2 separate regions of the Capra hircus genome follow, and region 1 is linked to region 2. A link is a contact called in public Hi-C data. All regions are on one chromosome and are shown on one strand. The core of a region is the stretch at or near the end of the contact, and the rest is flanking DNA. Distances in the headings are between cores, read along the strand shown. Region 1 holds the start of AVPR1B (vasopressin V1b receptor). Region 2 overlaps SLC26A9 (solute carrier family 26 member 9).

What was found. A called contact is a pair of places that touch in the nucleus more often than the background predicts.
Region 1: a contact with region 2 is called in a Hi-C map of blood, with 5 times the contacts expected there. The contact joins the promoter of AVPR1B here to the enhancer-like site in region 2. A contact is called at or near these places in 2 of 5 Hi-C or Micro-C datasets (blood and liver).

The regions. Positions count from the first base shown.
Region 1 is chr16:3,256,443-3,261,261 of ARS1.2, forward strand. AVPR1B (vasopressin V1b receptor) reads right to left here and starts at 1,721. Exons shown (of 2, transcript XM_005690409.2): 1 at 779-1,721. The coding sequence starts at 1,721.
Region 2 is chr16:3,031,038-3,036,068 of ARS1.2, forward strand. It overlaps SLC26A9 (solute carrier family 26 member 9), which reads right to left. Exons shown (of 21, transcript XM_018060067.1): 18 at 4,213-4,267; 19 at 2,283-2,428; 20 at 850-921. Among named protein-coding and RNA genes, the nearest start is that of PM20D1, 17 kb to the left of the region's middle. Within about 2 kb of position 2,879, at least 2 of the 5 cell types and tissues checked have an H3K27ac peak or open chromatin away from gene starts, as enhancers often do.

The sequences.
Region 1 (4,819 bases), core at 471-2,970, 220 kb after region 2:
ATGGCATGTTTTGACCGGATGGGAGTCACAGCTGTCCCTTTTCACACCGGTTTAGGCACCATCTTTAAAGCTGCACCCGTTTGTTACCTGCCTGACCCTGGCAGCCTCTGTGCTGTGCTGCCGTGCTAAGTCACTTCAGTCGTGTCCGACTCTGTACGACCCCATGGACTGTAGCCCACCAGGCTCCTCTGTCCCCGGGATTCTCCAAGCCAGAATACTGGAGCGAGTTACCATGCCCTTCTCCAGGGGATCTTCCCGACCCAAGCACCGAACCCACGTCTCTTAAGTCTTCTGCACTGGCGGATGGGCACTGGCAGACTAGCGCCACCAGGGAAGGAGGCTCAGATGCTGAAGGCTCTGCCTGCAGTGCGGGACACACGGGTTCAGTCCCTGGGTCGGGAAGACCCCCTGGAGAAGGAAATGGCAACCTGCTCCAGTATTCTGGCCTGGAGAATCCCAAGGACCGAGGAGCCTGGTAGGCTACAGTCCGTGGGGTCACAAAGAGTCAGACATGACTGAGTGAGTAACACACACATAATGCTAAATGAGATCTTCAAACAGCTTTGAAGGGATTGATAGAAACCATTCAAAATGAATGCATACTAGAACTGTCCCTTTTCACACCGGAACAGACACCATCTTTAACTGCTTCACCCATTTGTTACCTGCCTGGCCCGGAAGCCACTGTGGCCCTGTCCTAATACCCACCTTCTCTCTTCTCTGCATTTTTCCACCTCCTGCTCCTGCCTCTACCTTCCCAACCAGACCACACACTTGCCTTCATCGGGGGCATTCTCATCCCACACAGACCACATCTGGACACTGAAGAAAGGCGCCCAGCAGGCGATATAGGCCAGCACAATGACGAAGGTCATCTTCACAGTTCGGATCTTGGCCCGCGAGATGGTGCTGACGCTGCTAACCCGGGATGGCAGCCCCCGCGTGGCTGCCACCGGGCCACGAGGAGCAGACGGCCTGTTCGCAGGGCCCCAGCTCCCTCCTTCGGCCTGCCCAGCCTCCGTCTTGACTTTGAGGTTCTTGCAGATTTCGTGGCAGATGAGGCTGTAGCAGGCTGTGAGCATGGCCACTGGCAGGATGAAGATGGCTAGGGTGGTCCAGGTGATGTAGGCCCGTGGCCCCCAAGGGAAGCGGAAGTCTGCCCAGCAGTCCAGCACTCCAGAGCCCTGGATCACCTCTCGTACGGAAAAAATGAAGACTTGAGGGAGGCTGAGGACCGCCGCCAGCAGCCAGGGGGCTGCGATGAGCGGGTAGGTGGACCGGCTGGGCTGCTGGAGGCTGCGCAGGGGGTGACAGACGGCCAGGTAGCGGTCCAGCGTCATGGCCAGCAGCATGTAGGTGGAAGCAAACATGCTCAGCACCTGCAGGTACTTGACGGCCCGGCAGAGCGGGTCCGGGCCCTGGAAGCGGTAGGTGATGTCCCACAGCAGCTGGGGCAGCACCTGGAAGAGCGCCACGCCCAGGTCGGTCAGAGCCAGATGCAGCACGAACACCTGCATGCGGGAGCGCTTGCGGACCGGCTGTCCCACCGTCAGAAGCACCGTCAGGTTGCCCCCTGTCGCCAGCGCCAGGACAGTGGCCAGGACGCCGATCTCCACCTTGGCCAGCTCCTCATCCCGGCCCAGCCAGGGTGTGGTGGCGTTCGCGGCAGCGAGGGTGCTCCCCGAGGTAGGAGCAGCCGTCCAAGGAGGCCTGGAATCCATGGTGGAAGTTTGCTGGGAGAGAAGCAGGCGGGGAGGCGGGGATGGACGCAGAGTGTGAGCGCAAGTAGAGAGGCCGGAGGAATGAGACGGAGTGGGCAGGAGGAGGTTAAAGACGGAAGAAAGGGGAAGGGTAGTATGACCAGAAGGAAGCTGAGACTGTGTGGCAGGAGTTAAGAGGGCAGGGATGGAGAGGATGAGGGAGAATGAGGTAAGGAAGAAGATGCTGAGCCCAGAGAAGGGCGGGGGGACCCGGGAGCGAAGGGAAGCAAGAGTCAGGGAGCCGAGGAGTCAGGAAGGGGCTGGGCAAGGCGAGCCTTCTGGAAGGGTATAAAGGCTGGGGGCGGGGGGGGGGGGGCTGGCACCACTCCCCAGTGCGCCTCAAATCCACTTTCCGCAAACTTTCCTGGAAGCGGGTGCCCCTAAACCTGTTTGCAGGAGCGCTCCTGGCCGGAGGAGTCGCTGGAAAACGCCGCTGAGCCCACACGCCCGGGCTGGCGGCTCGGCGCGAGCAGGCTTTATGCGCTCGTATCCGAGAGCGCGCGCCGCGTGGCTCCTGCCGGGGAGGGCGGAGTGACACCGTAAGCGACCAACCGCGGGGCCCAGAGAGGCTGGCTGGGGGGGCGGGGGGGGCGGGGGGCGCAGGAGTGGGGACTCGAGGGAGGCCCGGGAGGAGGGGCAGAGGGGCAGGTGGGCCCCGGACAGACAGGGAGCCAGAGAAGCCGACGGCGTGGCGAGCGCCCACCGGCCGGCGGCGCCCGCGGACAGACGAGCTCCCCGAGGCTCGCGCCTGGCACCGTCGGACTGTCTCCCGAGACAGGTGCGCGCCCAGGGGACGGGTGGTGGCCGCCCACCTACCGGGGACCCCGCGGCCGGCAGCGCTGGCGGGTCCCTGTCCCCCAGGTAGCCCCCCAAGGGTGGCCAGGTGGGCGAGGCAGCGCCCCAGACGGAGCCCGGGGCCGCCGGCGGTGGCGTCTGACCGCAGGCTTTGGGGAAACCTGGAGCCAGAAAGGCGGGAAGAAAACAAAGGCGAGGCTGTGGGTGGAGAGGAGGCAGCTGCGGAGAGCGCACGGTGGGACGAGCCGGTCCTGGGGAACCGGGGTCCAGGGCAGGGCTTCGCCTCCAGGCTTCCCGGAGTCTTGCACCAGCGGTCACCTCAAGGCGGTTTAACCACCCTGAGAGGTAGAAAACTGAGGTGTTGGAAGTCACAGGATTCGCTCTAGAAAAATCACAGAACTGGCGAAGCAGTGGAGGCGGGACTAGACCCAGTGCTTTTCCCAGAGCGGCCTTTGCTAACATCCGTGAGAGGCACGGGTGCAGATAAAAAGAAGCCACCGGGGCCCAGAGGAAGCTCACAGGGCGGTGGAGACAGTGCAACAGTGCCGCGGTGCTGGGTGTAGAATTTATTTTTAGTACATAGAGGAGGTGGATCACTGGGACTCCAGAGCAGAAGTTCCTTAGGAGTGACAACAGCATCGTCCGCTACCCGCAGAAAGGCCAGGTCCCATCATCATTCTGGAGGTCCGCTTGTCTTGCCTTTTAATCAAACCTGACCCCCCTTTATAGTGTCATCCGTCCACCACGTATCCAATTAAGGTCCCTTCTTGACTCGCCTCCACCCTACACAGCCTGCACATTCATCTCCAGCTCATCCTTCATGGTTCAAACACTCACATTCCTCACCTAAAATATATTAGCTTCCTTCTGTGCTGTGCAGCCCAACCCTTTGACAGCGAAACTCAAAAGGGCTGTTTGTCTCCATCTTCTTACTCCCATTCATTTCTTGATGTATTCATTAAAAATTATATATAGTTAAACATATGATATCAAACTATATGTACCATTCTGGAACTTGCTTTTTAAATTCCACTTTATTTTTTAGGTCTGCCCATGGTAATACATAGATCTAGCTTATTCAGCTTCTCATGCACACTATTGAAGTATGTGAATATAATGCATTTTGTTTATTTATGATTTTAGGTTTTTTCAGCTTTTTTAGCTATTTAATTTTTAATGCTACAATGAACATTCTTTGTATATGTGTCCTTATGTTCATGTGTGAGAATTTCTCTCAGGTGTACATACAGATGTATATGCTTGATGTAAGTATTATTGGACCATACAGTGTATGAATTTTCAATTAGATAGATCCATATCTTAAATTTTGTCTCCAAATGTGTTGTGCCGATTTAGTCTCCCACCAGTTGCGTTTGAGTTTTCCACCGTAGTCAGTCAGACTTTCTCGTTTTCACCAATTTGATAGATATGAAATAGCATCTCATGCTGCTTTTATTCTATTTCACTGACTATTAATTGAGTATCTTACCATGTGTTTATTTGTTGTTTGGGCTTTTGTGAGTTGTTATATCCTCTGCATGTTTTTTGATCACATGGTTTTTCTTATCAGTTTGTAGGAAATCTGTATATGTTCTGATATGAATCTTTTATGTATTCTGATACATTGCATATCTTCTCTATTACTTATCTTTTGTTTATGGGATCATTTGTTACAAAGAAAGTCTTTTAATGAAATCAGTATTTTCTTTTATCATTTCTGCTTTTGTGACTTGTGTTCCCTATCTCAAGAACAGAGAGGTCCTGTAGTTTTTTCTAACCCATTTAACATTTGGTTTTCATTTTCTAGGTCTTCATCCATTTAGAATTTATTTTGTGTATGTGTGAGATGAGAGTCAGCTTCACTTTTCTCCCACATGACGAATCAGTTCTCAGTTTACTGAGTACTCCGTTCCCACCGTCACCGGTATAATACATTAAGTTTCAGAGTCTGCATCTGGTGCTATTTCTGGGGTCTCTGCTCTGTTCCATTGTTTTATTTTTATCCCTGTTCTAGTATTTCACTGTTTTATGTTCTAAAGCTTTATAATAAACTTTAATGTATAGGGTAAAAAGCCAACAAGCCTCCATCTTGTTCTTATTTTCAAACCATTTTGGAAATTGTGAGGTTAGGTATCAGTTTGTCTAGTACCACAAAAATTTCTGTTGAGTTTTCATTTGAAAGCATTGAATTTAGAGAATATTTTGGGGGGAGAATTGACATATTTATAATTTTATTCAGATCTATTTTATATCCTCCAATAATA
Region 2 (5,031 bases), core at 1,629-4,128:
GCTCTAAAGTTGTTTCTTGTTCCGACAAGCTATTTTGTCCTAGCCAGGTGTTTGCAAAGTGCTGGAGATTCTGCGGGAGCCCAGAAATCAGTGTGCCAAGTCTTTGCGGCCTGGCTCTATTCCCTGATGCCTGCTGCATGCCACCAGCCCTCCCGGCGATGGGCTCAGAGGACCGTCAGAACTCACGCCCAAAGAGAAAGGGAAGAGGCACAGAGTGAGCTGTTCTTTCTAATAGACCCAGAGCTGGGTTTCTCTAAAGCTTTGGTTTCTTTGATTCAGGGCATTGGGGTGGGGCTACTTTTCATGTCGGGACCATACAGTTCTATATGAAGTACAAGCCACATCCGCATGGCTCGGAACGGCTGCCCACCTGCAGTAGTATTTGTACCCCTGGAATTCATCTGATTGGATGTGCGCCCACCCTGGGACAGTGTCAGGCAGGTAGTAGGCACACCATCAATACCGGTTGAATTAACAAAAGAACAAAAGCGTCCCTCACTAATCTTGTTAGGTAGATGGGACAGGTATTCCTCGTATTTCCCTTATTTTACAGTGATAAACACTGGGGGCCTGGTGGTGTCACGTGGCTTGCCCAAGATCGTGTGGCCAGTGCGTGGGAGAGTTAAGAATAGATGTTGTTTCTCTAGGACTTGATCCAGTGACTCTCCCGTCCCCCATGACGCCTTTCAGGGAGTGAGAAGAATTAAGATCTGCTATTAAAAGAAAGGCGAGAAAGAAACATTATTGCCTTCAAGGTGACTGCTCTGACTTCTGGTGGGAGAGCCCAGCCAACACTGGGTGGGAGAGGCTCTCCTTCCTTCCCCTTCTGACCCCCGCTAGTCAGCTTACCTGCTCTAAATCCCAGTAGCTGGGGCTGTCCTCCTCTGGCTCGTACAGAGAAAGCTCAGGGTCCACGGGCGCCTGGGTGGGGGAAACCAGTGCGGAGTGAGCTGCAGCGACCGAATGGTGGTCTGGCACAAATGGCGGGGTGGGAGAGGGCGTCATGTGTTCTGATGAGTAACTTGGCCTCTTGTCCTTTCCTCCCCTCCCTCGTTTGCCTCTCAAAATACAGCACAGCCGCAGTTTCCCTCTTCCCTGTAGACAGGTGTGCATCAGAGTCGGCTCCCTTGGCGGGCACCTCAGAAGCAGGAAAGCTTTACCTAGCTTACCCAGCTGCCCGACCTGGGGAATCCATCTCCCTTCTCTGTAAAAGTAGGATGATCACACTCACTTTGCTGACTCTCTGCCTTACCACGCTGTTGAAAACAGTGTATGTGTGTATAATTTACAGATATGAATAGAGTCTGTAATATGTAAATATACAATTGGTACAATATACATCTTTAAGAATTTAAACTGTAAAACCAGGGCATTATTTGTGCAGTTATGATGATGAGGGTTTCCCCAGAATCTCCCTCTCTTTGCTCTGCTGGCAAAGAGCATGAGGCCAAGAAGGCCACTGCTCTCACGGTTTGCCTCTGTGTGTGGTGGGCGGGTGCCCGGCTCTGTGTTTCCCTGGACAGGCTTTCTGCACCCAGAACAGATGGCTCCAGCTTCATGAGTCTCAAAAAGCAAAGAGCAAATTGTTGCTCTAGGGCCAGAAAAGCCTTTCTTATGATCCCCAGAGGGTAGAAGGGCTTTGCATTGCGGACTAGGACACAGAGGCTTGGCAGCCCGAGGGCCGAAGATGAGCTGGCAGGGCAGCTTGGAAGATGGAGCTGTCTGGGGAGGCCTGGGCAGGGACCCCGACTGGATGGGCTTTTTCTGCCTCCCCAGCTTTCTGGAGTGTTATTTGTAGACACTGTTATTTGTAGCTCATTGGCATACCACTGACTGAGCTAGTAAATTAAATGTCAAGAAAATGAGACAAAACTCTGATCCACACTCTTCATCCATCACCAGCCTGAAATCTCTAAGCTCGGTTAAATTAAAACAGGCAGGCTTACTCCCCTCCCTTCTCCAAAACATCTTGTAGAAAGAGGGAAGGAACAGGATGGTTGAGCCATGTCAGGATACAGGGCATAACCTACTGTGCTTTGGGTGTTTGATCTCATAAAAATTCTAATAAAAAGAATTTGTAATATACAAAGCTTTTTCAAGTGACACAAAAGATATAATTATCAGTTAATCCTAAAACCAAAACAAAAGATCCTGTGAGAGAGATAATGTTATCTTAAGGCACCCATTCCACACATAAGAAAACCGAGATTAAGGAAAGTTAATTGATTGTCTGTTATTTCAGTGCCCTGGGGCCTCGGATTCCCCAGGTGCAGAGAGCTTACCCCTTGGAAGTCGTGTCCTGGGGCCACTTCCCTGGCCTGTGCCTGGGCAAAGAGGACCGCATCGTGTATGCTGGGAAAGATGTGACTGCGTTCCAGACACCCGTCTTCAAAGAGGCCTCCATGGCTGATGTCATCGTACACCTGGGCTGCGAGGAGGAAAAGGTCACCTTCAAAAGCTGACGCCACTGTGGCCTGGAGCTGGGGGTGGGGGAGATGGAGAGAGAGCGGCCTGGTGGTCGCGCCCTTGCTGCATCACAGGGCCTGGGCCTTGGCCTTGCAGTGCCAGTTCTGGACAGCAGAGGGCAACGTGAGCTTGAGGATGCTGAACCTTCAACCCTGGGCAGAAGGAAATAGCTTGATTCAGGGTGTCGGTACTTGGTGGTGAGGGAAAGCCGAAATCATGGGCCGGTTCTGTCTCTTGAGGGTCCATTCTTCCTCCTGTTCACCCAGACCTTTCCTGCAGAGTCCGGTGTGTGGCAGAGCCCTTACTCTGCTCTAGTCCTGGGGATGATTTCCTGAGGCGTGTCCAGTGAGGGTGGGCAGGGAGCCTCTGAGTCCAGCTCCAGAGTACGCACAGAGCAGTGCACAGCTCACAGGCACAGAGCAGAGCCAGCGCAGACTCTCCCCGGGCGGAGCTTGCACAGAGTCTGTGCCACGCTCAGGCCGGCACCCAGGCTGACTGGTCCTGCTGGAAGGCGCTGACCCTCCGAGGCAGTGGGGTGTGCAAACGTGGGCCTTTCCCTCTCTCCTGTGCGTCTGGGGAGTTATGGCATATCTGTGCTTTCTGCCTGTTTATGGACTTTTGGATTTGGAGAAGATTCCCCGGTTCATCTAGTCAACCTCTTCATGTTACACAGGTGGTAATCGATCCCCAGGCAGATGAAGTGACATGGCAAATTGAAAGGGAAAGTCGCTCAGTCATGTCTGACTCTGCAATTCTCCAGGCCAGAATACTGGAGTGGATGGTCTTTCTCTTCTCCAGGGGATCTTCCCAACCCAGGGATCGAGCCCAGTCCTCCCGCATTGCGGGCAGATTCTTGCCACAAGGGAAGCCCAAGAATACTGGAGTGGGTAGGCTATCCCTTCTCCAGGAGATCTGCCTGACCCGGGAATTGAACGGGGGTCTCCTGCATTGCAGGCAGATTCTCCACCAACTGAGCTAAACATGGCAAATTGCTGCTGCTGCTCCTGCTAAGTCACTTCAGTCGTGTCTGACTCTGTGCGACCCCAGAGACGGCAGCCCACCAGGCTCCCGCGTCCCTGGGATTCTCCAGGCAAGAATACTGGAGTGGGTGGCCATTTCCTTCTCCAATGCACGAAAGTGAAAAGTGAAAGTGAAGTCGCTCAGTTGTGTCCGACTCCTAGCGACCCCATGGACTGCAGCCTACCAGGCTCCTCCATCCATGGGATTTGCCAGGCAAGAGTACTGGAGTGGGTTGACATTGCCTTCTCCAAACATGGCAAATTAGTGGTGGGCAAATCAGAATCCTAGTTGCCTCTCCTTAACTTTACAATCCCCTCCTCCAACACTTTTATTGGGACCCCTAGTGGTAAAGAACCTGCTTGCCAGTGCTGTAGGCGTGGGTTTGATCCCTGGCTTGGGAAGATACCTTGGAGGAGGCCATGGTGACCGCTCCAGTGTTCTTGCCTAGAAAGAATCCCATGGTGAGAGGAGCCCGGCAGACTACAGTTCGTTGGGTCACACAGAGTCAGACATGACTGAAGCGACTCAGCACAGCACAGCGTATAGGATGTTACGTAACCCAGCTGCAGTCCCTTCTGACTGGTGCCTGAGCTCTTGTGAGCAGGCAGTAGTTTAGGGGAACAGGTGCTGTTCTAGTTGCTACCCCCTCACTATTCGGCCTCCCACCGTCCTAGTCCCACCCTAGCCCCTCGTCAGCCTTCAGTCCCCGAAACATCCTTCTCTTACCATGAATGTTCGCCAAGAAGACCTTCACCCCGATCTTCTCATAGGTGGAGCTCAGCTGGAGGAGCCGGGAGCGAGTTGGGTAGGGAGACAGAAGGAAAGGAATGTTCTGAGTGGGCCTCCAGAGTGATTCACAAAACGCACTTGAGAGGGAAGCCAGAGAGGGAAGCCAAACAAATAAGCAACCAGGAGAGCTCTGGCAGCCCAAGATAAAAATAGCAGCAAAGCACACCACTCCTCCCTGGAGTGTTGGCCGACCGCTCCTCTGGAAAGTGGGGCAGACCTGGGGCTTTGCCAACAAGGCAGCCACTTGGTGTCCCCGTGGCCCCTTCTTGTGGGGCCAGATCTTTTCTTTCGACAGCTTAGAATCCCAGACCCCACCTCGTGCCTGCCTTCGAGGCTTAGGCAGAAGCCGCGGGGGAGGACCATGGCCTGGAATGGCTAATGCCTCAGCCACCTGGATCCTAGTAGACCCAGGCTGCGGGAGCAGGCCGAGCCCTTGTCTGGGGATGGAGCCGGCTGTGCGCAGGTTGACGAGGCCATCAGCCTGTGTGTTCTCTCTCTTCCTCGGTTCCACTGTGCTGCCTCTCTGGGCCAGTCTGAGATGACTCTGCCATCAGAAGTGGCTGCTGAAAAGCTATCAGACGGTTGCATTTATTCAAGCGGCCCTGTGAACTGTCTGTTTGGCCTGAAGGTGAGGGCCGCTGATATTATTTCTTCTTCTTCCCTCCGTTGACCAGACCCGGCTGATGCTAGAGTGTCTGGGTGAGTGTGGGAAGGAGCAGTAAGTAGATCATGAACCTGGGCCAAAACGAGCTCTAC